Regions from separate parts of the Mus musculus genome. Here all the other regions are linked to region 7. A link is a contact called in public ChIA-PET, HiChIP or PLAC-seq and promoter capture Hi-C data. All regions are on one chromosome and are shown on one strand. Each heading gives the region's core, a stretch centred on a gene start, on an enhancer-like site or on the middle of the called end of the contact. The rest is flanking DNA. Distances are from core to core; before and after follow the strand shown.

Region 1 (4,149 bases), core at 754-3,253, 700 kb after region 7:
AACCAGGTTGGCTTATTTTCGTGCTCAGCAATGACTGAAAGAGCTGAGAATAGCAAAATCCTCATGTTCAGAGATACTACCAAAGTTCCCACCCAGGTTCAATGTTTACCTCTCTAATCCAGGCCTAGGAGGAAGCCTAACCACTTCCTCTGAACCTCAGCAAGAGTCCCAGGCTCTCAGCTGAGCAATCACCCACTTCCTTGGCTTTCATAACGTCCAGCCTTGCCTTTTACCATTGATTCACTGCCCTAACAAACTAACTTAGCAGACTGAGGTACAGTTCTTGACAACATCTCGTATTGGCTGTGACTCTGACCTTTCAGTGCCCTCCCTGTAAAATGACGATGACAGCAACCTCCCTAGGTTGGATGGATTACATGAGATAAAAACAAAAACAAAACTCTGCACTTGCCCAGAGCACGGTCAGAAGGAGCCCTCCATAAACCCTAATTGTTATTATTTCAAGAGGAAGAAATGCCCCAAGGCTGAGGAGCAACAGTCCTGAGGATACTTGCAAAAGAGCATCATTACGCCTAGAAGCCAAACGCGGCTCTCCTAACTGGGAGCCACAATTAGGAATAATAATCATAAAATCCTAGCATGAGAATCACCAAAGCACCACCGCATAAATACTAACAGAGCCCCAAGCAGACAGACAGACACAGTCCTGGGCCTAGAAGAGGCTAGACTGCCGACTCACACCAAAATGAAAAAAAACAAAAACAAAAACAAAAAAAAAACCAAGGAAATGACAGAAACATATCCACTGTCTTAATAAATAAATAAGTAAATAAATAGAAACAGTAGTTGGCAAGTTTTTGCTAAAAAATGGGTATGCACGTGGATTCCAGACTTAACGAGTCATTTCTTCATACCAGAGAGGTGGGGCTGGGCAGGGAGGAAGGGGGTGGTGTGCGGTTTCTGCCAGATGGGAAAAGCCACATGAAGCGGAGAGACTACGGGATGTCAGGGCAGGACTCCAGACTCAGAAAAAAATAAAAATAAATAAAAATTAAATAAATTAATCCGATATTCTGTTGTTCTCTCCCCAATAACGCAACACCTCCAGGTTCGAGACAAACCACAAGGCTCTCTGCTTTTAAAATAGTCACCCCATCCCCACCCCCAACCCCGAACAAGTGTCATCTGTCTTCCGCGCCAACCCCCGACCGCGCTGGCAGGTTCGGGTTACCGGGCAGCGGTGATTTCAGAGATCTGGCACCCTGTTTCGCCCTTCTACCTTCACAGAGAATCACGCTCCAGGGGTCTGAAGGAAAACAAAAGCCCGGGGCCGAACAGCCAGGGACCGGGAACCGGGGCCCGAGCCGGGCCGGGCTGAGCCCGAGCGCCACGGGGCAAGGGCGCCCTCCATGCCGGCTCGCGGCCGGCCACCCGGCGTCCCGGGCCTGCCCGAGGAAAGCTCGCCCAGATGGCGAGCGGCGGGAGGCGTCCAGGGCAACAGGTCGAACCGGACCCGCGGCCTCTGGGAGCGACGGAGCCGTCCCCGGAACCTCCCCCTCCAAGAGCTGGGGAAGAGGACGCGGGCTCCTCCGAGAACGGCTCCCGAGGCGGCGCAGGGACAAGGAGTCCACGCTCCATCTTGAGGCGGCGGGAGGAAGGCAGGCAAGGCCCCGGGCCGCGGCTGCCAGGGCCCGGACGCGCGCGGCTCGCACGCAGCCAGCCTTCCCCGCAGCCACGCTCTCCCCGCGCCCGCCACCCTCCCGGGTGCGTCCGCGGCTCCTCGGCCGCCGTCCCGGTGCGTGGCGGGAGCTTGAGACGAGCCTTCCCTCCCGGCGTTTCCCTCCCGGATCCCCGGGCGGCGGGAAGGAGCGGAGGGAGAACGGGTGGGACGGCGAGGAAGGAGAGATGGAGATGGGGCCCGCGCTTCGCTCACCGCCTGGGACGCCGCTGGTCGCCGTCACCTGCCTCCCAGCAGCAGCAGCAGCAGCCGCCGCGGCCGCCGCCTCCCGCCTCCCCGGCTCTTCGGCTCGGGGCGGGGAAGAGAACGTGACGCGCTGCCGCCGCCGCCGCGGGGCCGGGAGAAGACGCCGCGCCGCCCCTCCCCGTGCCCGGGCCGCTGCCGCCCGCGAGCTCCCCTGCCGCCCCTTTGTCTGCCTGCTCCCCTTGCGAGCCCCTAAATCCTCCACGATAAGGAGCAAGATGCCGGGGGACGGACCGAAGGGCCTGCAGACGCGGGTGCCTTGGCATTTCAGGCTTCTCCCTGTTTCCTAGCCAAGTGTGCCCAGAATATGCAAGTCACCCCGGATGGCTACCCGTAGACTGGACCAACCGCAGCCTGCCGTTTGGGGATGGGATGGGGTGCGGTTGGAGAGTGGGGGAGCTGATTGATTTCATTGACCTCCCTTTCCCGCCTAGAGCAGGGTGATAAATCCGTTGCCCCAAGTTGGAAGGGAGATGCCCATAGGCAAGCTCAGCTTGGGATGAACGGTCTCTGCTCTCCAGGAAATCACTGAGGGGTTAAAAAAAAAAAATCCTTTGAGATGAGCCCAGGGCTGCAGCCCAGTTAGTTTAAGAAAAGCGTCTTTTATTCGCCCCAGTCGTTTGGACAGAAGCCCAGGTTAATGTCCCGTTCGGGCTCCTCCCCAAGCAGGGATCCCCTTGTCAAGCTTTTGAAAGGGACTGGAGAGGACGCTGCAACAGCCGGCTCAGGGCTGCGCTAGCAGAGGGCGGCCAGCATTTCGCTCCCATGGACCATGGCAACCCCAGAAGTTTTGCAGCTCCCGGCAGAAATCTGCAGCTGTTGGAAGCCCAGGTTTCTGCAGTGACTCAGTATTGATGGAGAAGGGGCCAAGGAGGAAATATTCTGAAGGGCGACCTCCCTTCTTGACCTTTATTTAAAACACCATTGTGTCTGGGCAAACAGGCACCTCAGAGAGCCCAAGAAGGGAACTCCACTGGAAATGCACAAAGTAAATTTCATCTGCAGACCCTCCTGTCCATTTAAGCCTTAAATCACACACACACAAAAATAATCTATTATTCCACCTGAGCCTGATATGTGAGCTCCAAGGTCAAGAGGTGAGAGTACCCTGGGAACCCAGAATTCATTCCTACTTAGGCAAGCAATACTTACCCGCTGATCTGAGTACAATTCAACTCTGTTTTTCCTCTCTTGGTTATTCCAGATGGTTTCTGTGTGTAATAGCCTTGGCTGTCCTGGAACTCTCTTTGTAGACCAGGCTGGCCTCAAACACAGAGATTTGCCTGCCTCTGCCTCCTGAGTTCCAGGACAGCCAGAGCTACACAGAGTATACATAGAACCCTGTCATAAAATTTATAATAACAAATAAATAAAATATTTAATAATAATAATAATAATAATAATAGCAGCCAGGCCTATTGGTGTGCACACTGACAATACTAGCCTTCAGGAGTGGGAGGCAGCTGAATCTCTTGAGGTTAACCTAGCCTGCTCTACATACCATCCAGGGCTATATCCTGGCGATGAGTAAAAATGTATTGGGGTGGCAGCAGCACACGCCTTTAATCCCAGCACTCAGGAGGCAGAAGCAGAGAGAGCTCTGAATATAAGACCAGCCTGGTCTCCAGAACGAATTCCAGGACACCCAGGCCTACACAGAGAAACACTGTCCTGAAAAACCAAGAAAAAAAAAGTGGAAATGATGAGAGAATGACAAACTGCTGTTTAGAATCCCAGGATGAGCTCTCAAAGAGAACCAGCCAATGACCACAAAAGCTCCATTCAGCTAACCAAGAACAGCAGTAGGCACCATCCTGCAAACTACACTCCAGGCCTTCTCAATAGACTAGGGCTCTGAGTACAGACGGCTTTACAATGTGGAGGGTGACCAAAGTCACTTATAAGGTTGCCATCACATATCTAAGATCCTGTGCCTTTTTAAAAATCCAGTAAGGCAGGATATCTGTGAAATTGGTGCTTGATGCAGTAGTTCTGATCAATGAATATCTTTTTGAGTGCACACACACAAAAAGTTGAGACCTCCTTCCACAACATCCAACACAGTGAAGTACATGGGGACACATGTTCACAGCATTCACAGCAGAAGTGGGTTGTTTGTTTGTTTGTTTGTTTGTTTACAGCAGAAGTATTTGATATAGTCAAAAATCGGGAACAGACTGAGAGTGTTAGCCCAGCATCACAGCACT
Region 2 (3,820 bases), core at 1,207-3,706, 720 kb before region 7:
CTCGCATCGATCAGGCAGAGAACCTCCACGAGAGCAGAAGGGAGAGCTTCCTCGCAGAGTACTGAGCACGCGATAGACTGGCTCAGTTTACTACTGTCTTTACTACCCTGCTCATTCTATCTCTGTCAATGGAGAAAACCCTCTCAAAGAAACAACAGAGGGCTAAAGAGGCGGGGTGATCGCGATAGAGCACTGGCTGCTCCTGCAGAGGATCTAACTTCGGTGTCCACAACCCACAGGACCGCTCACAACCATCTCTAACTCTGGCTCCAGGGGATCTCATGCCCTCTTCTGGCCTCTGAAGGTACGGGGCACGTATATGGCATACAGATAGATAAGATAATCTCAAAAAAAACCACAACATACAACAACAAGAAACAATATATAGCACAAAGATAACAAACTGAATTCATGGCACAGACTACTGTGAGGAGAGAGGAAATAATGCATCCAGGGCTTTGGCAATTTTGGTTGTTTGCTCTTTGCTTCCTGAAGCAGAGGCTACTTTGGGTCACAGGTGCCTTCCACCATGGTTCCTGCCTTTCCCCAGCTAAGGTGTCACTGAATCTGTTTGTTTGTTTGTTTCTTGTTGTTTTTCTTTGAGACAGGAATTCTCTGTGTAGCCCTGACTGGAACTCACTTTGTAGATCAGGCTGGCCTCACACTCAGAGATTCCCCCACCCCTCCCCAGGATTAAAGAGTGTACCACCTGCACAACCTGGCTTGATTTTTTTTTAATTTATTTATTTATATGAGTTACACTGTAGCTGTCTTCAGACACACCAGAAGAGGGCACCAGATCTCATTACAGATGGCTATGAGCCACCCATGTAGATGCTGGGATTTGAACTCAGGACCTCTGGAAGCGCAGTCAGTGTTCTTAACCACTGAGCCATCTCTCCAGCCCCCTGGGCTGCATCTTAACTGTAATGTTTGGTTTCCTTTTGGGGAAGAGGGGCAATAATCTCAGGCTTCAAACAAAGAATTTTAGCCAAATGCTGACGGGATGTCATAGCATTCTTATTTGTATGAATGAATGGTTTCAAAATTTACAAAAAAAAAAAAACCAAAACAAAAAAACAAGCTCTAGAGATGGGAGGCAGGCTGGGAGGCCCACACCTGGGAATCTCAGCAACTGGGAGGCAGAGTCAGGAAGATGTCAGGTTACAGGCCAGTCTGGGTCACTTAGCAAACCTGTCAGGAACAAAGTTAGGAAAGAAGGCGAAGGCAGGAGACTGGAATGGTTCTAGAACAGGCTGGGGAGATGGCTCAGGAGTTAAAAGCACATACTGCTTGTATACAGGACCTAACTTCTGTTCCCAGGACCCAAGTCAGCCAGCTCTCAAACAAACTCCAGCTCCCCACTTCGGTTCTCCAAGGGCGCCAATATATATCCACCCCATCCTCACAAACATATACAAATATGCACACACAATTTAAAATACTTTTTTAAGATTTAGAAAAAATTCCCCCCGAAAGTGGTATAACGCTCTGGAAAGGCACGAAGGGAAAGGGGAGTTTTATTGATAAATGAAAAATGCTTTCTTAGTCCGAAAGACAAATTAGCTCCTCCTTGACTAGGTCCTCTCTAGCCATGGACAACTGCGCGTACTCACTAAAAGAACGCCATACTCCCTTCACTGGGATGGGTAAAAGGGAGAGAGCAATTAAGTCCACTACCTCATGTGTTTAAATTTACAACCACGAATTGTTGCCAAAGCTTCAAATTCCGAGCGGTAAGTAGATACGGATGAAACAGGTGTGTTTAATAACTCCATTTAGCTGGTAAAAAATGTCTAAAACGCACTTAATCACCCTGAAAATATCTGCTGGGCTCTCAGTAATCTAGACACAACTGGGATGCCCATGTCCGTGTGTCTGCGTGGAGAGGACGAAGATCCACTTAGCACTCTTTCTTCTACCAGTACTGCCTTCAACTCATTCTGTAGGTTTCTATCTAGTACCCCACTGCAGCCGTCTGCAATGATGCGGAAAAGGGAGTAACTGAGCCCCGCCCTCCGCATTTGTGTGCCAGAGATCCGATCTCCCCCTGAGGGTAACGACAGGGAGGCTGAGAAGGGGGTAACTTTGAGCTGGTGTACCCGCTCCAGGGGGGTCACCCCTTTGTACCCACCGTCCGTGACCGGGGTAGGCCTGGGGCCAGAGCGCTCCGGTGCCCTGGGAGTTCCCGGGGTCCTAGGCGACAGGGAGGGCTGCAGAGTGGTGGGGGTGGCCTTGGTGGAATTGAGATCCTCCTTCGTCACTGCTGGGGTGGCCGCAGCCGGGATGGCAATGACCTGGGTGCTCGAAGAGGTGTAGCAGTTTAGGAGCACCAGCAGGAGCGGCGGGAGACCCCGCGACCCCATGGCCTAGCAGAGTAGCCCGCGCCGGGGAGCTAGGCCCGTCTGTTGCCCGGGCAACAGTCACAGCCTAGCGCTAGGTATCACGGGAAAGGGCTCGCGAGGCCAAACTGGTCTGCGGAAGAAGGTGGGGCCTGAAGTCAGACCCGCGAATGGGGCGGGAGCTGGGCGAGGCTATAGGCGGGGCCTGGGCGGAATCGGAGAGGAGGGGCGGGGCCGGTGGGGGCGGGGTATGAGACAGCTCTTTCTAAGGAGCCCTCAGAAAATCGGAAGATGTAAACTTCTGTTGTGACACTTTGGGTGCTGCGTGGTTGTTTTTTTTTTTTTTTTTAAAAATGTAGATTCCCAGCTATAGCCTCACAGAATTCGGAGTCAGTCAAGACTAGGGCAGAGCCTAGAAGAGAGTATTTCTAATAAAAGACCCGCAGCGCATGTTTAGAAGTGACTTGGTTCCTTTAAGTTACATTGAATTTCTTACCCCATGTAACACTTTCTTTACTTTCTTTGCCTTTGGATACATCGCAGGAGGTCGCCAGAGCACTTCTGTCCACGGATTTATTTATGATAAGAGAAACAAAAGAATTCTTAACTTTTTGGTTCTTTTAGACGGGATCTCTCTGTGCCTGACTAATCTCGAACCCAAGGCAGCCCTATGTCAGTGCCTCATGCCAGGCATGCACCACCGCATCCAACCTCCATATCTGCCTTTATGATTATATCATTTGGAATGTTCTTCTCATCGTGTGTGTGTGTGTGTGTGTGTGTGTGTGTGTGTGTGTGTGTGTGTGTTTACTGGTAGGGGGAGGATGGGGGAGGAATTTGAGACAGGGTTTCTCTCTGTAGACCTGACTGTCCCAGAATGCACTCTGTGGACCAGTCTGGCCTCGAACTCGGAGAACCACCTGCCTCTGTCTCTCAGGTATTTTTTAAGGGTTAGTTATGTTTTGTTTTGTTTTGTTTTTTGTATATGGTGTTGTGTCTGTATGTATGTACACCAGCAGAGGGCATCAGATCCCATGAGACAGTCATAGACATGACATGAGCCACCAAGTGGTTGCTGGGAATTGAACTCAGGACCTCTGGAAGAGCAGCCCAAGCTCTTAACCGCTGAGCCATCTCTCCAGCCCTTCCTTAAGTCTTACAGCCCTGTGCTTCAAATCATTCTGTGAAAAGTTCTCAAAATCCTTTTATCCAGTCTCAAGCCTCAATGTAATTTTCTGACATTTGACTTCAAGGTGTAGACTGTTATCTGCTCATACATTTCGAAAGCCTTAGGGGACAGTGGGGACTCATTTGTTAGTTTCTTTCTTTCTTTCTTTCCATCATAATTCACTGAGTCCATCTAGGGGCTAGAGAGATGACTCAGCCATTAGGAGCCCTTGCTGCTTGGAGAAGACCAGGGTTTAGTTCTCAGCACCAGCATGGTGGCTTCTCACCTGTGTTACTCCAGCTCTAAAGGA
Region 3 (4,282 bases), core at 1,506-4,005, 620 kb before region 7:
TCCTGCAGTTTGGCAATGTGTGCGTACACTCTGTGTCCCTCCTTGATTCTGTCTGTAGGCAAAGACATTAATTATATGACTTTCTGAGACAAAGATTATTAGTAATACATATTTATGACTACCAGTGATTATCCTGAAGCAGCTATAGTATTTTAAGTCAGAGTTACATTTTGAGAGAATATAGAGTATGCCCTTTATTTTAAAGTGCAGCACAAACATCTGGAATCAACACCAAATGATACTCGGGATCCCTCATCAGCAGTTCAGTGCAATAAAGATGAGCTGCAGGCCTGACAAGATGGGAAAGGATGTGCCCAGCATGTCTGGCAATCTGACCTCAGTCCCTGGACTGTCAAACGGAATGAGAGAAGTGACCCACAGAATTGTCCTCTGGCATCCCCTGCACAAACACCCATGTCACCAAGGCCAGCACACCCGACCTCCCCTTAACCCTTAGCCTGCAAAGTTACTAAGAGGCCCTTAGAGGCTTTCTTTTCCTCTCTCTCTTAACTTGATCAGCAAAGTGGTATTTTGAAAGTGCTTCCTGTGAAATAGCTTATGGTTTCCGAAGCTGTTCATGCAGGATTCTCCCCAATAGTGCATGTGTAAACAACAGGTGTAAAGCCCTGCACTTTCCAACCGTTGCTAATTCTAAACATATTTCTTTTACAATTCACTGGTACTTTAAAAAAAATCATTATATATTAACAAAAGGTAAAGAGCTCATCTTTGAAACTCTTAAAAGAGTACAACTCAAAAGGAGAGTCCTCGCCTACCCGGTGGGTTCTGGGGGAACTGAACTCAGGTCGTCCAGCTTGACCACAAGTGTCCTTAGCTGCTGTGCCATTTTGCCGATTGGTAACACTGCACTGTGTACTTAGTTACAGGGAACCTGGGTTCTCTCAAATCTGTAATCCACATGCATTACCTGCTTTATGCTGCTCGCCAGTGCCCTTGGAATTCTGGGGATAAGAATGTCCAGCTGATCTGTTAGCAAAGAACACGCATAATGTAATCTGGCAGCCTCATAGCCACTGAGGACTGAATGTTTTGGGTTTTTTTTTTTCAAGACAGGGTTTCCCTGTGTAGCCCTGGCTGTCCTGGAACTCACTCTGTAGACCAGGCTGGCCTCGAACTCAGAAATACGCCTGCCTCTGCCTCCAGAGTGCTGGGATTAAAGACGTGCGGCACCACTCCCAGCTGGACTGGATGTCTGAAAACAGAGACAGCTGCACACGCTCTTGACTTTTTCCTGTTTCCATCAATGTCTTACCAAGTTTCTCCTCTAGATTGGCTACAAAAAAGAATACAGCTTTTTCTAAGTGAGTGGTCAGATTTTTAGCATACTAGGATGAACGTGTGAGTGTGTGTATGTTACTGGGAGATAGAACTCAGGGCTAACCAACACTATACAAGTGCTCTACTACCACCAAGCTGGATCCCTAGTCTAATATTTACTTTACCAGAAAGGACTTAGGTAAATCTGGTCTCATAGCGTCCTAGTCTAATTCTACAGTGAGATCAAGCCTGTAGTTTGCTTGGTTCCTGTACTTAGCCACATGATATCTTTCTTGTTCTTTAATAGAAGTAATTTCTGTCCTGGAAAGAACAATTACGTTGTGCTGGAACTAGTACGCTGGTTTGTTAATTGTTTCCAATCATGGATCTGGTCTTTTTACTTTTTTCAAAAAATGAAATTGATTCCTGTAGCCGGGTAGTGGTGGCACACGCCTTTAATCCCAGCACTCGGGAGGCAGAGGCAGGTGGATTTCTGAGTTCAGGCCAGCCTGGTCTACAGTGAGTTCCAGGACAGCCAGGGCTACACAGAGAAACCCTGTCTCGGGGAAAAAAAAAAAAAAGTCTTAGCACCAAATATATATTTACAATAAAATGTACATTTAATAATAATGTACTTAATAAACATAAATATATTTTTATTTCATGGCCACGGATTCAGATTCTACAAGAGCCATGATTGTGGGCCTAGTTGGATCCCAGTCATCCCGCCTCTTGATTTTTTTAAGGAAGGAGGCCAGGAGGGGGACAGGGAAGCATGGCATCCAGCTGTGATATCAGAAGTCAACTGTCCTCAGCCATCTAGGGGACAGTTAAAACCTTCCCAGGCCCGAGGCGGCTGGACCCTCGGCTCCCCGCCAGGTTAGGAGCCCGAAAGCTCAGTCTCTGTCCTGCTCCGAGGCCGCCTCGGCAGCCGAGCCCCGCTAGAGCCCGCTCCCCCCCCCCCCCCCCCCCCCCCCGTCTCGCGCCTCCTCGGCAGGGGTTCCCAAGGCCGCCTCACCCTTCACCGCCTTCCGTCCGGGCCAAGGCGGGCGGCCCCGCGACCCCGGGCCAACGGCTCGGCATCCCGTCCACACGCGTGCACCACACCGGCTCTGAGTCGGCGGCCTCCGGCTCTCCCCACTCCGACCCTGCTCAAGTGGCCGCCGGATGGTGCGGAGGAAGACCCGAGTTCCTGGAGCTGTAGACCCGAGGGCGGAGGAACCTCAGGTAACCAGGCTCCTGCGCCTGGGCATCTCTCGCTGACAAGGACGCGTCAGGGCAAATCCATCCACACGCACCCTAAAGCAAGTATTCCTTATCCACCTCAGTATTCTAGACCCTCAGAGGACCTGCAGACCTTCGGTTGTCACCCTATGTGTCAAACCCAAGCACCGGTGCTGCGGCCCGGGGGCGCGGAGCGTAATTCGCGATCCGCTATCACCTAGGCAACCGCCTTCGCCGGAGGCCCAACCGATAACGGCTCTCGGCTCTTTCTCTTTCTCTCTCTGCGCACGCGTGAACGAACTCGTGTCCCCGCCTCCTCTCTGAGCACGGCACGCGTTTCGGAAGGCATTTTGGCCCTGGGGACGCTCCGTAGTCTATGGTGTAGTAAATACCCGTGCTGAACGAGCGATCTGTGGTTGCGATTGGCTCCTACGCACATTCCCCGGAACGCCGTGGCTGTCGCGCGAAGGCTGAAGGGAGTGTGGCCGTCGGCTGTGTGTGAAACCCCCGGAGAGGCGGCATGCCTCGATATGCGCAGCTCGTCATGGGCCCCGCGGGCAGCGGGAAGGTGAGCCTGGAGGAGCTGCGGTGCGTGGGTGGCTGGGCTCCGGGGAAACCCTGGGTATACGGCTTCCTGCTCTCTGCTTGTACCTTGCTTTTTTTTTTTTTTTTGTTTGTCTGGGAGTGATAGCAGCTTTAATAGCTCTTGAGCGGCTTGAGAGAGGGCTGAGCGCTCAAGAGCTTGTTCTGTCCTCCCAAAAGACTTCAGTTCTGTCCAGCACCCAGACAGAGCTGCAGGACACCTTTGCTCCAGGAACTGCCCTGGTCGTTCCAGGTGTCTTCATATCCATTCTGTGTGCTTGATCCTATACCCATTCTACAGATTACAAACACAGAAAGGTTTATTTTGTTCAAAATCATACGCTTACTTAGGTCCGCCCCGGAATCTGAGTCTGGGTTGTTGGTCTTTTTGTTTTTTTGGTTTTTTTTCCCCTGTCTAATTCCAGACAAGGCCCCCTGCCACGCACCCAGTATGGGGTCTTTTCTTCCCTTTTTCTCAGAAGTTTGGAGTATGGGTTTCAGATAAGTTTGTAGATATGCACTGTTTGTGGGCATTTTTTTCTTTTTCCTTTGAGACAGGGTTTTTCTGTGTAGCCCTGGCTGTCCTGGAACTCACTCTGTAGACCAGGCTGGCCTTGAACTCAGAAATCCGCCTGCCTCAGCCTCCCACGTGCTGGGATTAAAGGCGTCTGCCACCACTGCCTGGCTCTAGTTTTTATATTTATTTTTTTTGTGTGATACAGTGTTTCTTTGTGTACATATTAAGAGAATGATGCTAAGGACACTTAAGCACAGTAGAAACGGCAATGGTGACATTTGAGGGATGCCTAGAGTCTATAGAGGTGTTTGTATCATTTTAATATTTAATAAATACAATATTCAGAGTACTAGAGATGGCTGTGTGACTCCACAGGGCCTGTCATCTGATCTGGAAGGTACACAGCTCACCTGTCAGTTACAGTGCATCTGTATGGTGGGGCTGTCCTAGGTAGAGAGAACAGGCTGTCAAAAGGAAGCGTGGAGCGTGGAGGAGGTCATTTCTGTAACCTACGTTAATTTGTAGACTGTGTTAAAGAAACATCCTGAGCCCACGCCCTGCATCTAGATCTGCAGCTCTGGTCTCATCGCCTTCCCAGGGTTTCCCTGGAGGTGCAGTTTGGCTTGGGTGGACACTGGCTCAGAGAGGGGAGAATTGTCTGGGCATGTGGAGGGCGGTACG
Region 4 (3,885 bases), core at 841-3,340, 600 kb before region 7:
CTTACATTGAATTACATTGAGCTTTTGAGAGTCCATTGGCAGCTGGTGTGGTGCAGGTCATGGGAACAGCCAGCCAGAAGGTCTTTCTCCAGCATCCCTCAAAGGCCAGGCTCTGGCAGAGTGAGGCTGGATCTTAGTAAGCCCAGCTAGACGTGACATTACAGAGTATTTTCCATAACTTCTTTCCTTGAATCCTTGCAACAGGGCCCAAGGCTCCCTGGATATTTGGTGACCAGTCTACCTGGTAACGCTAATTCAGCCCTCATAGCCCTCAGGTCAGAAGTTGTCATGTTGGCCTATAGGGCTGAGTTTGGTCCATTTTCAATAAAGCCAAGTGAGGCTCTCTGAATCCATAGTCGTTGGCATCTGGAGGCCAAGGCTGAGGGCAAGAGCCAAGTGTGGCTGGGCTGTGCACCAGGCCTGGTGTGGGAATGGGCTGAGCTGCCTGTGGCCTAGGAGTACGGGATGGCTGAAAATATCCTGGTCTCTGGTCTCTGGACTCCCATTAACAGGTTCCCAGGCATGGTGGCGCACACCTTTAATCCCAGCATTCAGGAGGCAGAGGCAGGCAAATTTATTGAGTTCGAGGCCAGCCTGGTCTACAGAGTGAGTTCCAGGACAGCCAGGGCTACACAGAGAAACCCTGTCTCCAAAACCCAAGAAAGAGAACATGTCTAATGTTAGTTCTAAATACTTTTCTTGTAGCTCATTTCAGCCTCCCTAAGCAATGAGGTAAATACTGAGGCCTCTATATTTAGGTGAGGAACAGAGGCACAGAGAGGTACATTAAGTTGCTCAGAATAACACAGCTAGTCATGTTGGAACTAGGATTCAACCCCAGGACCTGGCTCCTCAGCAGTCATACAAAGAACAGGGAGTATAAGCCAGACATTGTAGAGACCAGCCTGGGCTACATAGTTAATACCTTGTCCAAAAACAAAAAGTGGTTGGCTGGGTATGGTGGTTACATATCCCCTCAGTCTCAGTACTTGGGAGGCAAGGCAGGTGGATCTCAAGAGTTCAAGGCCAGCCTGGTCTACAAAGCAAGTTTCAGACTAGCCAGGGCTACCCAGAGAGGCAAAATACATACTTACATACATATATGATGGGTGTCAGTGGTGGGTTTGTAGTCATCCCCTCAGACATGTGGCATCACTCAGGCCCTTATAATATGCTTGGTTTTCATGACCACTTAGTCCTTGCCATGATCTGGGAAGACATACACCATACCTTGTTGAAAGAGTAGAAATGATATACACATTTAGTGGGTGACAGACAGGTCAAAGGGGTAGGCTCAGGACTTTTCTTTCCTTTACCCCTGTGGTGGTCCCTGACTGTCTTAACATGACAAGGAAGATAGACACCACCGTCGGCATCATAAAACTAAGCAAGAAAAATAAATAAAAATAACAGGAGTGATGGGCACATATCTGTAATTCCTGAACACAAGTGGGTGCAGATCAGTTCATATTCATTTATATGTATATGCCAGCCTGGACTTCATGCGACTCTTAGCAAAGAAAAAATTGAAAAATAAAAAATATTGGCCGCCAAGACGGCTCAGGGTGTAGGTGTTTCTGAAGACTGTGTTGGTTCCGAGAGTATCACGGTGGAAAGTGAGAACTGATGTCCCCCACCTTGCATTGTGGTAAAAGTACAAAACTAAGCCAGGTGTGGTGGCGCACGCCTTTAATCCCGGCACTCGGGAGGCAGAGGCAGGCGGATTTCTGAGTTAGAGGCCAGCCTGGTCTACAGAGTGAGTTCCAGGACAGCCAGGGCTACACAGAGAAACCCTGTCTCGAAAAACCAAAAAAAAAAAAAAAAAAGTAAAAAACTAGACATAGCAGAAGGGTAAATCAGGCGACTGAGTGGTACTGGATTTGAAGCTGAAGCCGGGAAATGAGAAAAAAAACCCAAAAAACAAAACCGGGAGCTGATTATTAACCACTTGCGAGGGAGTCTTCAATTTCAAAATCCAGCCTTTTATTCTGAACGTGCTTTATGCATGCGCCACGGTCATCGCCTCACGCTGACGCGCCCCCTGGCGTCACTTGCGGTCAGCGCAGCCGGAGCAAGTCACCGGAAGTGCGTTTATTCCTTCCGCCCGCCTCTTCCGGCTTACTTCCGCCCACTCCACCCAGGCTCGGTCGTCGGAAACGCTTTCTGAGTTCGGCTTCTCTGGATCGAATCCGGACACCGTCAAGATGCCGGTAAGCATTCGAGCCCCAGGGGCGGGGAGCCGAGCGGGGCGAGGGTCCGAGGGGTGGCAGGAGATCTGTGTCATAAGGCCGGGGAGAGAGGAAGCGTCCGCCCTGATCTCCAGCCTTTGCCTCCAACACCGGCTCGCCTGCCCCGCCGCTTCCCCCCTAACCCTGCCGTGTTCCCAGATCCCACCCTAGAGCCTCGAACCTAAGAACGATGGCTGGCTTTTAATTTATTTTTAAGTCTAAGGTCCAGCTTCTCCTTTTTTTTTTTTTTTTTTTTAAATTTCCCCCTTGTCATTTCCACTTCCTCCTCCACCCCAGGGAGTGGGATCGGCCTGCTACCTAGTCACCTGTCAGACCTCACTTCCCTGATGGACCCCTTCCTCCGTCTCCCTGCTCTGACTCCCACCCGACTCCCTGACCACCACCGAGCCAGCGCTGGTTTCCTTTTTCGTGTGCATCCGAGTGGGAGGAAATTGATGCCGATTGCAGCTTAGCGAAGGGACGCTTGAATAGCGTGCACCCACACTGAACCAGTGTTACTGACCTCTCGCTGTGAAGCCAGCATTGTTGACAGCAGCGACTAAGGGCCACTCAAGGAGCTCACAGTTTAACGGGTAGACAGTAACCATGCAAATGCACATAGGAAGTAGTTTCCTATCTTAACAACTGCTGTGACGAAAACAGATAGATGGCAGTTAGCCTACCCCTATCGCTCAGTTATCGCTCATCCCAATACCGAGGCAGGAGGATGGCAAAGTTCAGGCCAATGTGGACTATGTAGTGAGTTCTAGGCCATCCTGGGCTACAGAACTGCAAAGCCTGTCTCCCAAGAAATGGGGGAAGAAAAAAAAAAAAAAAGAGGCTTGCATGCAGGAGGTGGGGTCACAAGGTACAGCAGCTCATGCCTGTGACCCCAGCTCTGGGGAGGCAAAGGACAGGCAGATCTTCTGGCTTATTGGCCAGCCAGCCCAGCCAAAAATAAGCAAGTTCTGGGTTCAATGAAAGACGATGTCACAGGAAATAAATATATATATAGAGAGAGATAGTAGGGGCTGAGGAGGTGTCTCAGTGGTACAAATGAGAGGACCTGAGTCTGGATGCTTAGCACCCAAGTAAAACAGAAGGGGCGGGGGGAGGGCATGCAAAGCGTGTCTGCAGTTTCGGAGCTGGGGATGTGTAGAGTTCCCTGAGGCTCCTTGTCTCAAAAATAAAGTGGAAAGCAGTTAAGAAACAGACCTATGGCCTCCACCTGTGGATATGAGCATACATACCTACATGCACACATATGCACACACGTGAACATGAACACTACACACACACACACACACACACACACACACATGTACACATGCATGGTCATGTGCAAAATAAAACTAAAAACAAAAACCAGTACCTGGTGACAGGGATTGGGAGAACAGGGGACCCGGGGATGTGGGCAAGAGGCTGGCATAAATAAGGCTTATTTATAATGAGTAGGAGAGCAAGCCTAACTTTGAACAGTGTGCATGTGTTTGAGTAGCAGTGGGGAATTGACCCCAGGGCCTCATGGCATGCTACATAGATGCTCTACCACTGAGCAGTATTCCCCCATCTTTTTTACTTTTGAAAAGGGGTCTTATAAAATTGCCCAGACTGGCCTTGTAGTTGTGATCCTCCTGCCTCAGCCTCCTAGGTAGCC
Region 5 (4,104 bases), core at 304-2,803, 760 kb after region 7:
TTACGTTTACAGTGGACGACACTGCAGAAAGCCAATAACTGAATTTATCTCACTTAAAATAATGGAACACAAGGAAAATAATACCATTCTTTTTTTTTCTTTTTTTTTTTTGGTTTTTCGAGACAGGGTTTCTCTGTGTAGCCCTGGCTGTCCTGGAACTCACTCTGTAGACCAGGCTGGCCTCGAACTCAGAAATTCACCTGTCTCTGCCTCCCAAGTGCTGGGATTAAAGGCGTACGCCACCACACCCGGCAAATAATACCATTCTTGAAGTATACTAAGAGGCCCAAGACACTAATCCCACAATTTAAAAAAGCTTGCCTACTCTTTGAAAAGTCAAAAAAAAAAAAATCATTCTAAATTCATCTAGAAAGAGGGTAGTGAGATGCAGAAAAACTACCTGTACCATTCTAATTTCAAATACTCCAACTATCAGGAAAAGTAAGCCTTATTTGCAATATGAAGTTAAAACCTGTCAGTAAAAGGAAATACAGAATGCTTACAAGAATATTTTCTTTCGAAAACCAGAAACAAATTATCACAGGCTAATATGATTCATTAGCAATGAGCATAGTATATATCCAGGGCAGGCTTCCTGTTCAGGTCTCTTAGATACGGCTTCCATTTGGTTCAGGAAGGGGGTCTTAAACAATGCTGCGGTTCTCAAAGGTTTCGGAGTTCGGGGGCAGCATGGCCTACAGAGCGAGTTTCAGGACAGCCAGGGCTACAGAGAAACCATGCCTCAAAAATAAAAACCCCAAAAAACAAAAAAAAACCAACCCCCCCCAAAAAAAAACCTCATAAATCGCTTTAAAACATAAGGGACTGGAACTAGATAGACTTTTTTTTCCCCTCTTTAAGTGAATCCCAGTTTCAACCAATAAGGTTCGCAAAACTAGAAGTAGCCCTATCACTGAGGGATCGCTCAAAGATAAATAAACAAACAAATAAAAAGACTGTGTCCTCCTACACTGCGCCTTAAGGAGCCTGCCTTTTGACCCGATGCGTCCCAGAGGATACTTCTGGTCTTTTTTTCCTTTCCGGTCAAATGCGATAAAGCGCCAAGCATGAACGCAGAAGCCTTAGGAAACGCAAAGCCTAACACCAGTCTGGGTCAAAGAGCTAAACCCCACAGTTCGGTGGGCTTCTGGAGAAATACTGGGTCAGGGAAAATGATGAGGAAAGTTCTGGAGAGGGAAAGAAAAAACCAAGCCATTCCCTGCGGCTCCCCACCCCCAGCCAGACGGCCTTACCTCCCCCTCCCTGCAGCAGGAAGCCATGATGGCGAGCGCAGCGAGCGGCCGCGGCGCCATCTTGTCCACACACAGGCACGGACAACAGCCCTGATGAGCTGGTCGCCCACTCTGTGTTAAAGAAACAAACAAACAAAAAACCCAGCCTGGCCTTCGAGCTCCACTTAGTACCTACCGCCATTATTTTTTTGAGTCCCGGCCGCTAAGGCGGCGCCTCTGCTTGCCCGCACTCAACAGTACTGGCCGCCTCGAAGCTTCGCCACAGACTGAATCTCTTGCGCGAGAGACCCGGATGGCACAAGAAAAAAAAAAAAAAAAAAAGGGGATGAGGCCGGGCCAGGCGCGCAGCTTGCTGGGAGAAAAAGTGGGTGGCGATAAGAGTTTCTATAACAACGCGGTTCGAGGCGGTGATTGGTTAGTCTCTCGAAGGGCGTGGCGTGAAGCCTACGAAGTGGGTGGGGCCAAGGATACCTCCCAGAATGGATGCTCGGTATCGGGAATTCAATTTAGTTTAGGGCGGGGCGGTTTCCGCGCTCAATTTTGAGCCAAGTTTGGCCTGCTCCGGCCTCCGTAAAAGGGGTTGAGCACGGTATTCTCCCGCCAATTCAAATCAGTGGCAGGGAAGGTAAAATGAGTAGGGGCGGTTGTGTCCGTCGGGAAGAAGTGTGAGACACTTGAGAATTCTCTTTTTAATTTCGTCAGCTGCTGCAGGTGAGACGTCAGCCTTGCGGCTCGATGGGAGCGGGAGGAGTGTTAGGTGGAACCAGCAGGGGGCTTCAGTCCGTCTCTGGGTTTTATCGATCTCTAGATGATGGCGGGAGAAAAAAATTAGAGAGGATTCTAGATGGCAGGCCGTCTGAGTTTTCGTGGATATAGCTTCATCGATAGTGTTTCATCTGATTCATGACCTTGTATTGGCTCGTCTGTTTTTTTTCCGCACTCGGTGATGTCAAAATCTGTTTATCACCTGTTTGCTCTCTTTCACCAGAAGAAAGTGTAGTCTTAAACGGGGCAGTGGTGGCGCACGCCTTTAATCCCAGCCCAGCATTCCGGAGGCAGAGGCAGGCGGATTTCTGAGTTCGAGGCCAGCCTGGTCTACAGAGTGAGTTCCAGGACAGCCAGGGCTACATAGAGAAACCCTGTCTCGAAGGAAAAAAAAAAAAAAAAAAAAAAAACCAAAACCAAAAAAACCCAAATACTTGACACAGTGTTCAACCATTTTGTCGTTGTTGTTCCCTCAAGACTATAAACCTCAGGGTTGGGAATGTTAAGTCAGTTGGTAGAGTGCTGAATAACTGGTCTAGCCTGTGGTCTGAGTCCAGACTCACAGAGCTTTGTCCTGTCTTTGCCTCCCAAGTACTAGGTTAAAGGCCAGTCTGGCTCAGAACTCAGAGATCCACCTGCCTCTGCCTCCTGAGTGCTGGGATTTAAAGTCGTGTTATGTTCTTAGCAGGAGCTCTTTTCCTTTATTCATTACATTCCTAGCCCAAATGTTATCTGCTTCCAGATAGCATATTATCAGACAATTCAAATAGAGTCCCAGGAACCATCAAAACCCAGAACAAGCAGGACGTGATAGCTCTTGACTGAAATCCCAGGAGTCTAGAGCTGAGGTAGGACGATCCTGAGTTCAAGTTAGGATCAAGACCTTTAGTTACACAGTGAGAGGCTGACTCAAAAGAAAAAGTTATTCAAAACAAAACAAACAAACAAACAACCCTTCAAGCCAGGCAGAGATGTCGCATACCTTTAATCCCAGCACTCAGGTGGCAGAGGCAAAAGGATATCTGAGTTTGTGGTCAGCCTGGTCCATACAGTGAGTTCTAGGCTACACACACACACACAAAACTCCTTCAAAACAGCCTTAGTTTTAGCTAACTCCAACATTCCCCTCCCACTCTGTGTGTGTGGACAGGATCTTGCAATACAAGCTTGGACCAGACCAAGGTTCCCCAAATTTGAAATTATTCTTCTGTCTTCGCCTTTGGCATGCTGAGATTATGGGTGTTTGCCACGATGCCTGTCTACATTATGCTCCTACATGTATACGTATATTTTCTTTACATTTATTGTGTGTGTACATTCATAGGTCAGAGGATAACATTCATGCAGTTCGTTCTTCAACTTTGTTGCTTCTTTTTTTAATTTTTAAATTTTGTGTCTTGAGTTTCTTTATATAGCCTTAGCTTTGTAGACCAGGCTGGCTTCAAACTCACAGAGATTTGTCAGCCTCTGCCTACTGAGTGCTGGGATTTAAAGGTGTGCACCACCACACCCGCCAACCATGTGGATTCTTAATGGAATTCATATTGCCAGTCAGGTTTGGCATCAAACTTCACCCTTATAACAACCATCTTGCCAGCCCTATATTACTATTTTAAAGATTAAAATTGGGGCTGGAGAGATAGCTCAGCGGTTAAGAGCACTGTCTGCTCTTCCAGCGGACGAGGGTTCAATTCCCAGTGCCCATGGGGTGGCTCACAACTGTCTGTGACTCTAGTTCCAGGGTATCTGATGCCCTCACACAGACATGCATGCAGGCAAAACATCAATGCACATTAAAAAAAAATTAGAAAATTGTAGCCACCAGCAGCCTGGGTTACTGGGTTCCTGAAAGGAAAGCTCGGGACGGATGGGAAGGTTGTGAGAGAAATAAATTAGCCAAGACCAAGTTCTCTGATCAAGGCTCAATGTTTAAAGAGCCAAAAGCCAAAAACTGTTCTTTCGTACACTGTAGTGTTCTTGAACTTGTAGGCCTCCTGTCTCTGTCTCCTGCGTGTTGGAATCACAGGCTTGCGATACTGTGCAGTGTTTATAATGTCTTAGAGATGAACATGTGTGCTAGACAAGT
Region 6 (4,229 bases), core at 368-2,867, 640 kb before region 7:
GAAAGGACGGTGGGATCCACTGAACAACTTAGTCATGCCTGTCAAATGCAAGTGATTCTTCTGTTGCGTGTTAGCGCCCTGTGGGTCAGACTGCCTGAGATGGAAATAGGGGATTTTAGTTTTACAGAGACAAGACTACTCCTCAATCAAAACACTAGTTATCCAAAATTGTTGGCAAACTTCATCCTTCCGAAACTTCAAGGCCTTTTCCGACTAACCCATTTCATCCTGGCTCTACTAATTGCTCTACGCTTGATCTTGGGCTAAAGGCTGGAAACTAAGTGGTTAGCACTTGCATCCATTCATGGGCTATCCATACGACAACAGCATTGAGCATCTTGGCTTCCAACATGCTAGGCTAGGTTAACATGTTGTTAGACTATAACGATCTCAACTTTGATGCTGTGTCAAGCCTTAGCAAAGTGCATCACTATGAGAGGAGGCACCATGACAGGAATTCACCACACGGTGTCCTAATTGTATGTGATGCCACAGAGCTGGAAACAGTGGTTTGAAATCCTTTTTTCCTGAATATGTCCGAACAATTTCCCGTTAAGTGATTACACTGAACTTTTTGGTCAAGATACACCTGGGAGTTAAACTACTCAGCCGATCCACACAGCGTTTTATAGACTAATTTACATTAGGAAATGCCGTATACCCTTACCTACATACACAGTAAGACTTCAATAAATATGCATCGACATAAAATTCAACATTATTTCTCCTGCAAGCCAATTTCCGTGCTAATGCTCTCATTCATTTTGAGTTCTCCCAACCTCTGAAGGGGGATGGTACACTGGCCCTTCTTTGGTCTGTCTACACACAAACCCGGTCCCCAGCCCAAGCATCCCACCCCCCTTATAAGGCTATGTATTATACAGTTCTCCACACAGTCTTTCTAATTTCTGATCTCACTACATGGACTTTTTATTTAGCCCATGCTTCTAACAACCTCTATCAACGAAGGGGCTAATATTAGTCTCATTTTTCGACTGAGGGACAGAGAGGATTGTTCGAGATTATATATTAAAACAAAAACAAAACCCAACAACAATAAAAAAAATGTCTCCGGCAGAATGTCGAATAAAGCAGCAGGTTGGTTTTCCCACAGCTCAAAAATACTTTTGCTGGTCAAGTATTATTTCCCCCCTTGAATTCTCTCCACATCAGCCCTCCTCAATCCGAGTTTAAGGCCCAATGGCACAATTCTTTTCTCGGTCACCGAATTAAACCCTGGACATAAATCAAATGGAACGGGGCTGGCATGCTCTTCGAAGCCCAGCATGGCCCTCGCGAGGCGCGCTATGGCAGCTTCAGTCGTGGCGAAGAATGGCGGAGGAGGCCGAAGAAGACGATGGATAAACCCTGCACGAGGCGTTAGACTTTTCCCTCTTCTAAGTAGCAAAGCAAGAATGGCCGCTCCACCTTTCACCTGGCCGCCCGTCATCCCGCACTTCAGCATGGCTACGGGCAGAGCAGGCATGGAGGGCGCAAGCGCGCCAGCCGCGGGTGCCCGGATGTTGCCCCCGCACTTTCCGCGAGCTCAGCCTTTCCTTTGCCCCGCCCACGAGCGATTTCTTGCAGCGCCGGGTTTTTTTTTTTTTTCCCTTGACGGGAAATGACCCTTACGGGCCCCCGTAAGACAGGCTCTTGCCAACTTCGCGTCTCATTGGTGGCGGAAGAAGTGGGCGGGTCGACCGAGGAGCCTGAGGAAGAGGGCGGCGGCGTTCGTGGTGATTGAACGGAGCCCTGGTGACAGGATGGTGAGCCCCACGGCGGCTGCTACCCGGGTGGGGCCGGGATGCTGCGGCGTCCGGTTGAGGGAGTGGGGTGGGGGCGCGAGGAGGATCCGGGTGGCCGCGGAGTTGGAACGGGAGGACCGCGGCTGGTTGAGGGTGCGGCTCGGCCTGATGTCGCCCCCTCGCCCCAGCGGCCAGAGGGCGTGCGAGGCGGACCCGGCGGCCGGACCCGGTCACGAGATCGGCTCCGGCAGTCGGTGTGACCGCACGTCTCTTCCCTCCTGGTCCTTCCCGGCTTGCTGGGGGTAGCCGGCCTCGGGGCAGAGCGCGAAGTAGCCGTCGCACTGGCCGCCACTCCGGACGGGGACCCGGAAAGGGGACTGCTCGTCTCCTGTGGCCGCTGCGGCCCCATTGAGCGATGTCGTGGGGATCGTTTGGAGCCTGCGGAGATGCGCGGGGTTGTTCGGAGAGCCTTAGCTTACCCAGTCTGCATCAGACCTTTAGGCCCGTCCCCCCCAATAGATTGCTGTCCCTACGACTTTTCTGTGCAGACACGTCCTTGTAATCCGATTTTCGAAGGCACTCTTTGCTCTCTAAAGTTGGGGGGGGGGACTGCTGTTTGTCCTGATGAAGGTTAAAGTGAAGGCACCTCACTGGCTGCTGGGCACGCGTTGCGTTTTTCACAGATTATCCTTGTGCAGACAACCTTTTAAAAAGGTGGCCTAGCAAACACAGAAGTGGATGCTCACAGTCAGCTAATGGATGGATCACAGGGCTCCCAATGGAGGAGCTAGAGAAAGTATCCAAGGAGCTAAAGGGATCTGCAACCCTATAGGTGGAACAACATTATGAACTAACCAGTACCCCGGAGCTCTTGACTCTAGCTGCATATGTATCAAAAGATGGCCTAGTCGGCCATCACTGGAAAGAGAGGCCCATTGGACATGCAAACTTTATATGCCCCAGTACAGGGGAACGCTAGGGCCAAAAAGGGGGAGTGGGTGGGTATGGGAGTGGGGGTGGGTGGCTACGGGGGCCTTTTGGTATAGCATTGGAAATGTAAATGAGATAAATACCTAATAAAAAATGGAAAAGAAAAAAAAAAAGGTGGCTTTATAAGCCGTTCCAAAGGTATATGCTTAAATTCACTGGATTTTGGCATCTAAAAGAGAATTATTTTGCTTTAGACTCCAGTTTAAAGTAGACTAGTTCTTTGATGGCAATTTGGAGACACTTGCAAGGAAGAAGAATTTGCTGGAATGATTGCATATTCATGTCTCTGAAGTCGTTTTGAGGGGTGAACGCTTATGTTTAAGGGCAGTTGCTATGCTGGGCATCACGTTTCTTTTAAATTTTTATTTTGAATTTTTGTGTATGTGTCTCTACATGAGTTTATGTGCACCAAACAAGTTCAGGAGCTACTGGAGACCAGAGGGCTTCGGATCCCCCGGAACTGGAGTTACAGGGAGTTGTGAGGTGCCACGCGGGTACTGGGAACCAAATCCGGGTCCTTCAAAGATCAGCAAGTGCTTTTTAATTGCTGAGCCATCTCTTCCATCCTAAGTCAGGTTATAACGATGTAGCCCTACTGGCCTGGAAATCAGAGATCTGCCTGCCTCTGTCTCCTGAGAGTGGGCACTAAAGGAGTGTGCCACCACACAGAGCTTGATCTTGACATTTTTGTCACATGATAAAGTACTCCAGCTAGTAATATCCTCTATAGCACATAACTTACCCTGGAGTGTGATTTTTCAATACTAGAACCTCAAACATAAAATAAATAAATATATATATGTGTGTATGTATGTGTATATATATACATACACACACACATATATACATATCTATATACACACACATATATATACATACACATATACACATATACCTCCAGTATATCTAGAGATAACAAGACCCCAGTAATGAGAAAATACTAACTTTAACCTTTTCCTGATGAATTCTTCAAATTATAAATATCAAATCTTTATAATCTACTCAAATTATAAAGAGTAGACAGATTGAGAAGTAAAGAAACAGGAGTTGGTGTACAAAGCAAGAAAATGTAGAACGACATTGACAGTTTGCTGTGTGTGGGTGTTTGTCCTGTGTTTAAAAAGAGAATCAGTAGTTCTTTTGGAATTATTTTCGGCACAGCTGATTTTTAACATTTCCTTTCATAACATTCAGAAATCATTAACAATTTTTGCATATTTGGTATGGGTTTTTGGTTTATTTGTTTCTTTTCTTTTAACTTTTGTTGCTTTCTTTTAACATTGGTCATGTTTCACCCCCTTTTTTTTTCCATTCCCCTGTCTGCAATCAACTTCTTCATTCCACTAAGGCTGGGCACAGAGTAAGTTTTTCTCCGCTCCTACTAACAATGGTGGTTGGGTGGCTGATAACTGACTGGATTTCTTACTCTTTCCAGCTCTGTCAAATAGGGAGTAATCAAATCCCCATGCTTGTTTGGGTTTTTGCTTTTACATG
Region 7 (3,897 bases), core at 264-2,763:
CTGAGAGGACTTGGGGGGGTCTCCTCTCACCCTGGGCCCACCAAGAACAGGTGCAAGAGTCGCGCGCCCACTGCACCCCAGCATTGCAATCTGAGCAACTTTGCGCAAATGCCAAAGATGCTGGAAAGCAGAAAAAGGGGCTCACACCCCCAAGGCCCGACTGCCCTTAAACGAAGCAATCCCTTCTTGCATCTTTGGAAGCTATGGAAATGGTATTTGGGGGCTTTCCTCTGCCCCCACGCCAAGTGATGTGCTAAGCTTTGCCCACTCGACTGGGAGCCTGGTTATGTAACCCCTGAAGGGGGCTCCGGGTATGAGCTGGCGGGGCAGATGTAGGCCCCGAGAGAAGCCGCTGCAGCAACCGGCTCCGCGGTAACAGCAGCCCTGGCGGCCACGGCGGCCAACCCGGGAAGCCGGAACCCAGGGCCGGCGGCATTACTAAGGCTGGAGCTGCTCCCGAGCTACAGAAAAGCTGGAAAGCTGAAACGGAAGGGTTGAGACCCTAACGGCCCCCGCCGACCGACCGCTAGTGCAAGAAGAGGAGGGGAGGGGAGGAGGTTAAGAATGTGGGGGGAGAGAGGCAGCCAGCCCACCACAAAGCTTCTATCAGAGACCCCAAAACGCACCAGCAGCTGCCTCATCTCCCCACGAGCGCGCGCGCACACTCACTTCCTAAGGAGACTCCCCCACCACTCCCCGCATCCTTCTTCCTCCTCCCTCCGCCGCTCAGCACCGAGCCCCGCAGCCCCCCAGATCCCAGGCGAACCCCGAGCCCGCTCAGTCCCTTCCACGCCTTTCGGCGTTGCCTCCTCCCCACTTAAGTGTCTGAGACCCTGAGCCTCACAAGAGACTGGAGGAGTAAGCTGCTTGCTTCCTTTTGCATGCAATTTATTATTTTTTTCCGGTCCTCTTGCAAAATACAGAAAAGGAAAGAAAAGGCAGCAAGAAACAACCAAAAAAATAAATAGATAGATAAATCGATCATATACCAGATACAGATTTGGGGGAGAAAAAAAAAGCTACACACCAATCTTCTTCCAGAGTCTTTCTCTGCCTCCATTTTTTTAGGAGAGTTCACCAATTAATTGTCAACACTCCTGCCCCCTGCATTTTGGCGGAGGGGGAAAGGAGGGAAGACCAAAGAAAAGAAAGCAAAAAAATAAATAAATAGAGCAAGCCAGAGCCGATATCTACAAAGTTTTGCACCAACACTTAAGCAGATCCGTTTGCAAAGTCCTAGGAAACCATTTTCAGCAGTTGTGGGGGGGGAGGCGTCGACGTCATAATCCCCGGAACGTAAACATTGTTGCCGATCGCGCTCGGAGCTTGCGGCTAGGCTAGTTGGGGAAAGGGGGGGCTCGGGTTGGGGGTGTCGGGGACCGCAGCCGTAGGAGGTGTGGGGCCAGAAGGGAGCCTGGGACGCACCGGGCGCTGTTAGCGCCTTGGCATCGCTGTTTTGTTGTTGGGTCACGAGTGCGCCTCTGCACGCAGGCGCCGCCGCCGCCCGGGAGCTGACTTTTGGAGGGCTGAGTTGCAGGCGGCGGGCGCATCCCAGAGATGGCGGGGCAGGGAGGGAGGGAAAGAGAGGAGGGGGTGGGGAGGGAGGTGCAGATTTGCACGGATGGCCTCAGCGGGAGGCGCGGAAATGCTAGCCAAGCCTGCTGGCGTGAAAGCCCCCGGGGCCTGGCACCCCCCAAAACGACCCCCCACCTCTGCCCCTGCCCCCTCTTGCTTGGGTTACGCAGGGCTGTCCCTCTCTTCCTTCACCCACCTTTCCTCATTACCTATGCTGGCGACCTAAATTCAAAGTATTTTGTATGTGTGATTTCTTTTTCTGTTTTGCTTTTCTACTGCATGCCTGGGGGGAGGGGCCAGCCTGTCCAGACCCTTATCCATTTGCGAACCTGCCATATGGAGGAGGCATCTGAGGGGCTCAGAAAGAAATTACCTCAGCACTGTATCTGTACAGACTGCATAACTTTTAAACTCCCGGGGCTGAAATAATAATATGGAGACACACGCACAGGTACAGGAAATACAGCCAGTCCACAGCCTTTTCAGACTGCAGCTGACCGGAAGAAAGCCTTTGGTTCATTCATTCGGATAGCCTCGGTAGTACAGCCCTGAAATAGAAGTTGGGCTTTTAAAGAGAAAGGAAAAAAAGTCTCTACACTCGCTGAGAAGAGATAAATCGATACACAGGAGGGAATAGAGAATCGGATTCAGCGTCTCTAATGCAGGCAGGCAAAAGGTAAGCCTCTCTCGTGTGGCAGTTTAAGAGAAAAGTGGTGGTTGTTTGTGGCTTTCTGGGGTACAGCAACCTTGATTGATCCATATTGTTTCTCAGCGGAGAAGGGGGGCAGCCTTTGTGAATATTCCTGGAGTAGCAGATCCCCAATGTTCCTCCGTCTTTTAAGTAGTGCTTGTGACTGCTTCCAGAATTGACTGACCCTCAGTGGTCCTGGAATTCCTTTAAGTTGAGAGAAATGCTGGCCCTAAACTTTGTTTCCCTCCGGGCCTCTTCCTTTCTTGCAAGGGCCTAATGACAGCATCACAAGGATGTTCTGAGAGACCTCCCAGGTGACGCTAGCTTGGCGTACAAGCTAAAGCAGGTCATTTTGCACCCTGGAGAAACCCAGATTCAAGAAATTATGAGTTTAGGTGACTGCTGTTTTTATCTTGTCCCAATGTCAAGAGCACTGGTTCAGACAGATACGGGGAGGAAGTGGCCTTGCCACCTGAAATCAGCTGTGAACCACACATCGTCACCCTCCCTTACGTCAGAATTTCCTGCCTTATCGGTCTGTACTTTTTTTCCACCTGTCCCCAAATCTGCTCTTTGAATTTTTTTTTAAAAATTCCATCCATGCACGTTATCGGTAGAAATCTACGTAGAGATGAGGCGACAAACACCAAGTTTGTCACCAAACTGAAACTACATCTACGTTGGCTCAGCTGCATTCTCTGGGCAGCCCTTCTAACCATCCCTGTGAAAACCAGGGGCCAGCTGGTGCTGTAACGCAGTCCTGGGATATTTGGCCTAGCAAGCCTAAGGCCCTGGGTTCCATACCCATTGACATGGGGATGTGGACCACTTTATCTGGCTCTTCTTGTGAGAAAGAATACGTTTGAAGGGGATGTCTCATGGCCTTGTTGCTCTGCTTTGTAAGTGAGGATGCTGGGATTCAGAAAGGCAGAAACGACTCGCTCTCAGTCATGCTGCTTACCCTTTCAAATGTCCACCGACTTCATTTATGCTTCAGAATGAAATAAAGGAGGGGCCCAGGGTTGAGAATCAGTGGATTACAGAATTAAAGCAAAACTGTCAAATAGGATGCTGGAGATTTTCGTTCATCTTCCTCCCTGAAGTCTCTCCCTTCCCCCCAGAACCCCCTTCCACTCCCTGTGGCTTCTGAGTTCCCCCAAAGGCTGGCATTGGAAAAAGTCAGAAGTGAGCCACGTTTGTAGAGTGGGCAGAGGTTGATCGGTCACCTGATTTGATCCTGTCCCTTTACAAACCTGGAGGAGAGGAAACCACAGACATGAGAGGAGAACGAGCCTGCAGGGTGTTTGTTCCCCTTTGACTCCCCCAGAATGCCCACCCCTCTGCTGGGTCTAAGTGGTCACTCAATAAACGTTGAGCCCTTGATGGATCACCTTCTCCAGCATATTTGCATTTTCCCTTTATCAGTAATTGGCAGATGAAAGCCTTTGTCCTCAGTTGAAAGAATTCCAAGCATTCCCTCTGAGTGGGGGAGGAGGTTATTTTGGGCCACAGGGGGAAGGGCCAGACCCTTGAGCTCTAACTTCAGGCTGATTGTCCCCCAGGAGCTGAGAATAGGTGAGAAATAGGAAAGGGGGCTTCTTTTGAGAAAGATGAGCTTTTAACACAAGCCA

Evidence for each region. Promoter capture Hi-C pulls out the DNA fragments that hold promoters and counts their contacts. ChIA-PET counts read pairs in DNA pulled down with a chosen protein or histone mark. HiChIP or PLAC-seq counts read pairs in DNA pulled down with a chosen protein or histone mark. Capture Hi-C pulls out chosen DNA fragments and counts their contacts.
Region 1: a promoter capture Hi-C map of pre-B cells shows a contact between it and region 7, with 2.8 times the contacts expected there. The contact joins the promoter of Clip1 here to the promoter of A930024E05Rik in region 7. A contact is called at or near these places in 4 of 39 promoter capture datasets (the C10 cell line, liver and pre-B cells) and 2 of 115 datasets of contacts at active chromatin or transcription factors (memory CD8 T cells and microglia).
Region 2: a promoter capture Hi-C map of pre-B cells shows a contact between it and region 7, with 2.9 times the contacts expected there. The contact joins the promoter of Tctn1 here to the promoter of A930024E05Rik in region 7. A contact is called at or near these places in 3 of 39 promoter capture datasets (the 3T3-L1 cell line, liver and pre-B cells), 1 of 115 datasets of contacts at active chromatin or transcription factors (regulatory T cells) and 1 of 9 other capture datasets (adipose tissue).
Region 3: a contact with region 7 is called in an H3K4me3 HiChIP or PLAC-seq map of embryonic stem cells, with 9 read pairs. The contact joins the promoter of Fam216a here to the promoter of A930024E05Rik in region 7. A contact is called at or near these places in 2 of 39 promoter capture datasets (liver and neural stem cells) and 2 of 115 datasets of contacts at active chromatin or transcription factors (embryonic stem cells and regulatory T cell precursor).
Region 4: a promoter capture Hi-C map of liver shows a contact between it and region 7. The contact joins the promoter of Arpc3 here to the promoter of A930024E05Rik in region 7. A contact is called at or near these places in 3 of 39 promoter capture datasets (hippocampal neurons and liver), 5 of 115 datasets of contacts at active chromatin or transcription factors (effector CD8 T cells, large pre-B cells, memory CD8 T cells and 2 more) and 1 of 9 other capture datasets (liver).
Region 5: an RNA polymerase II ChIA-PET map of memory CD8 T cells shows a contact between it and region 7, with 31 read pairs. The contact joins the promoter of Rsrc2 here to the promoter of A930024E05Rik in region 7. A contact is called at or near these places in 2 of 115 datasets of contacts at active chromatin or transcription factors (double positive thymocytes and memory CD8 T cells).
Region 6: a contact with region 7 is called in an RNA polymerase II ChIA-PET map of memory CD8 T cells, with 98 read pairs. The contact joins the promoter of Vps29 here to the promoter of A930024E05Rik in region 7. A contact is called at or near these places in 1 of 39 promoter capture datasets (liver) and 2 of 115 datasets of contacts at active chromatin or transcription factors (bone marrow-derived macrophages and memory CD8 T cells).

The regions. Positions count from the first base shown.
Region 1 is chr5:123,682,358-123,686,506 of GRCm38.p6, forward strand. Clip1 (CAP-GLY domain containing linker protein 1) reads right to left here and starts at 2,004. Exons shown (of 24, transcript NM_019765.5): 1 at 1,895-2,004.
Region 2 is chr5:122,262,004-122,265,823 of GRCm38.p6, forward strand. It overlaps Tctn1 (tectonic family member 1), which reads right to left and starts at 2,457. Exons shown (of 14, transcript NM_001039153.3): 1 at 2,135-2,457. The coding sequence starts at 2,366.
Region 3 is chr5:122,369,587-122,373,868 of GRCm38.p6, forward strand. Fam216a (family with sequence similarity 216, member A) reads right to left here and starts at 2,756. Exons shown (of 7, transcript NM_026883.4): 1 at 2,297-2,756; 2 at 929-987; 3 at 1-52. The coding sequence starts at 2,361. It overlaps Gpn3 (GPN-loop GTPase 3), which reads left to right and starts at 2,922. Exons shown (of 8, transcript NM_024216.2): 1 at 2,922-3,070. The coding sequence starts at 3,023.
Region 4 is chr5:122,389,788-122,393,672 of GRCm38.p6, forward strand. It overlaps Arpc3 (actin related protein 2/3 complex, subunit 3), which reads left to right and starts at 2,091. Exons shown (of 7, transcript NM_019824.4): 1 at 2,091-2,210. The coding sequence starts at 2,205. It overlaps Gm32853 (a long non-coding RNA gene), which reads right to left and starts at 3,524. Exons shown (of 4, transcript XR_387695.4): 1 at 2,752-3,524; 2 at 1,095-1,209.
Region 5 is chr5:123,747,861-123,751,964 of GRCm38.p6, forward strand. Rsrc2 (arginine/serine-rich coiled-coil 2) reads right to left here and starts at 1,554. Exons shown (of 10, transcript NM_001005525.2): 1 at 1,429-1,554. The coding sequence starts at 1,434. It overlaps Kntc1 (kinetochore associated 1), which reads left to right and starts at 1,866. Exons shown (of 64, transcript NM_001042421.1): 1 at 1,866-1,964.
Region 6 is chr5:122,352,711-122,356,939 of GRCm38.p6, forward strand. Vps29 (VPS29 retromer complex component) reads left to right here and starts at 1,618. Exons shown (of 4, transcript NM_019780.2): 1 at 1,618-1,766. The coding sequence starts at 1,764. It overlaps Rad9b (RAD9 checkpoint clamp component B), which reads right to left and starts at 1,495. Exons shown (of 13, transcript NM_001382853.1): 1 at 1,429-1,495. The coding sequence starts at 1,465.
Region 7 is chr5:122,987,841-122,991,737 of GRCm38.p6, forward strand. It overlaps A930024E05Rik (RIKEN cDNA A930024E05 gene), which reads left to right and starts at 1,514. Exons shown (of 3, transcript NR_045820.1): 1 at 1,514-2,251. It overlaps Kdm2b (lysine (K)-specific demethylase 2B), which reads right to left and starts at 1,259. Exons shown (of 23, transcript NM_001003953.2): 1 at 1,028-1,259. The coding sequence starts at 1,060.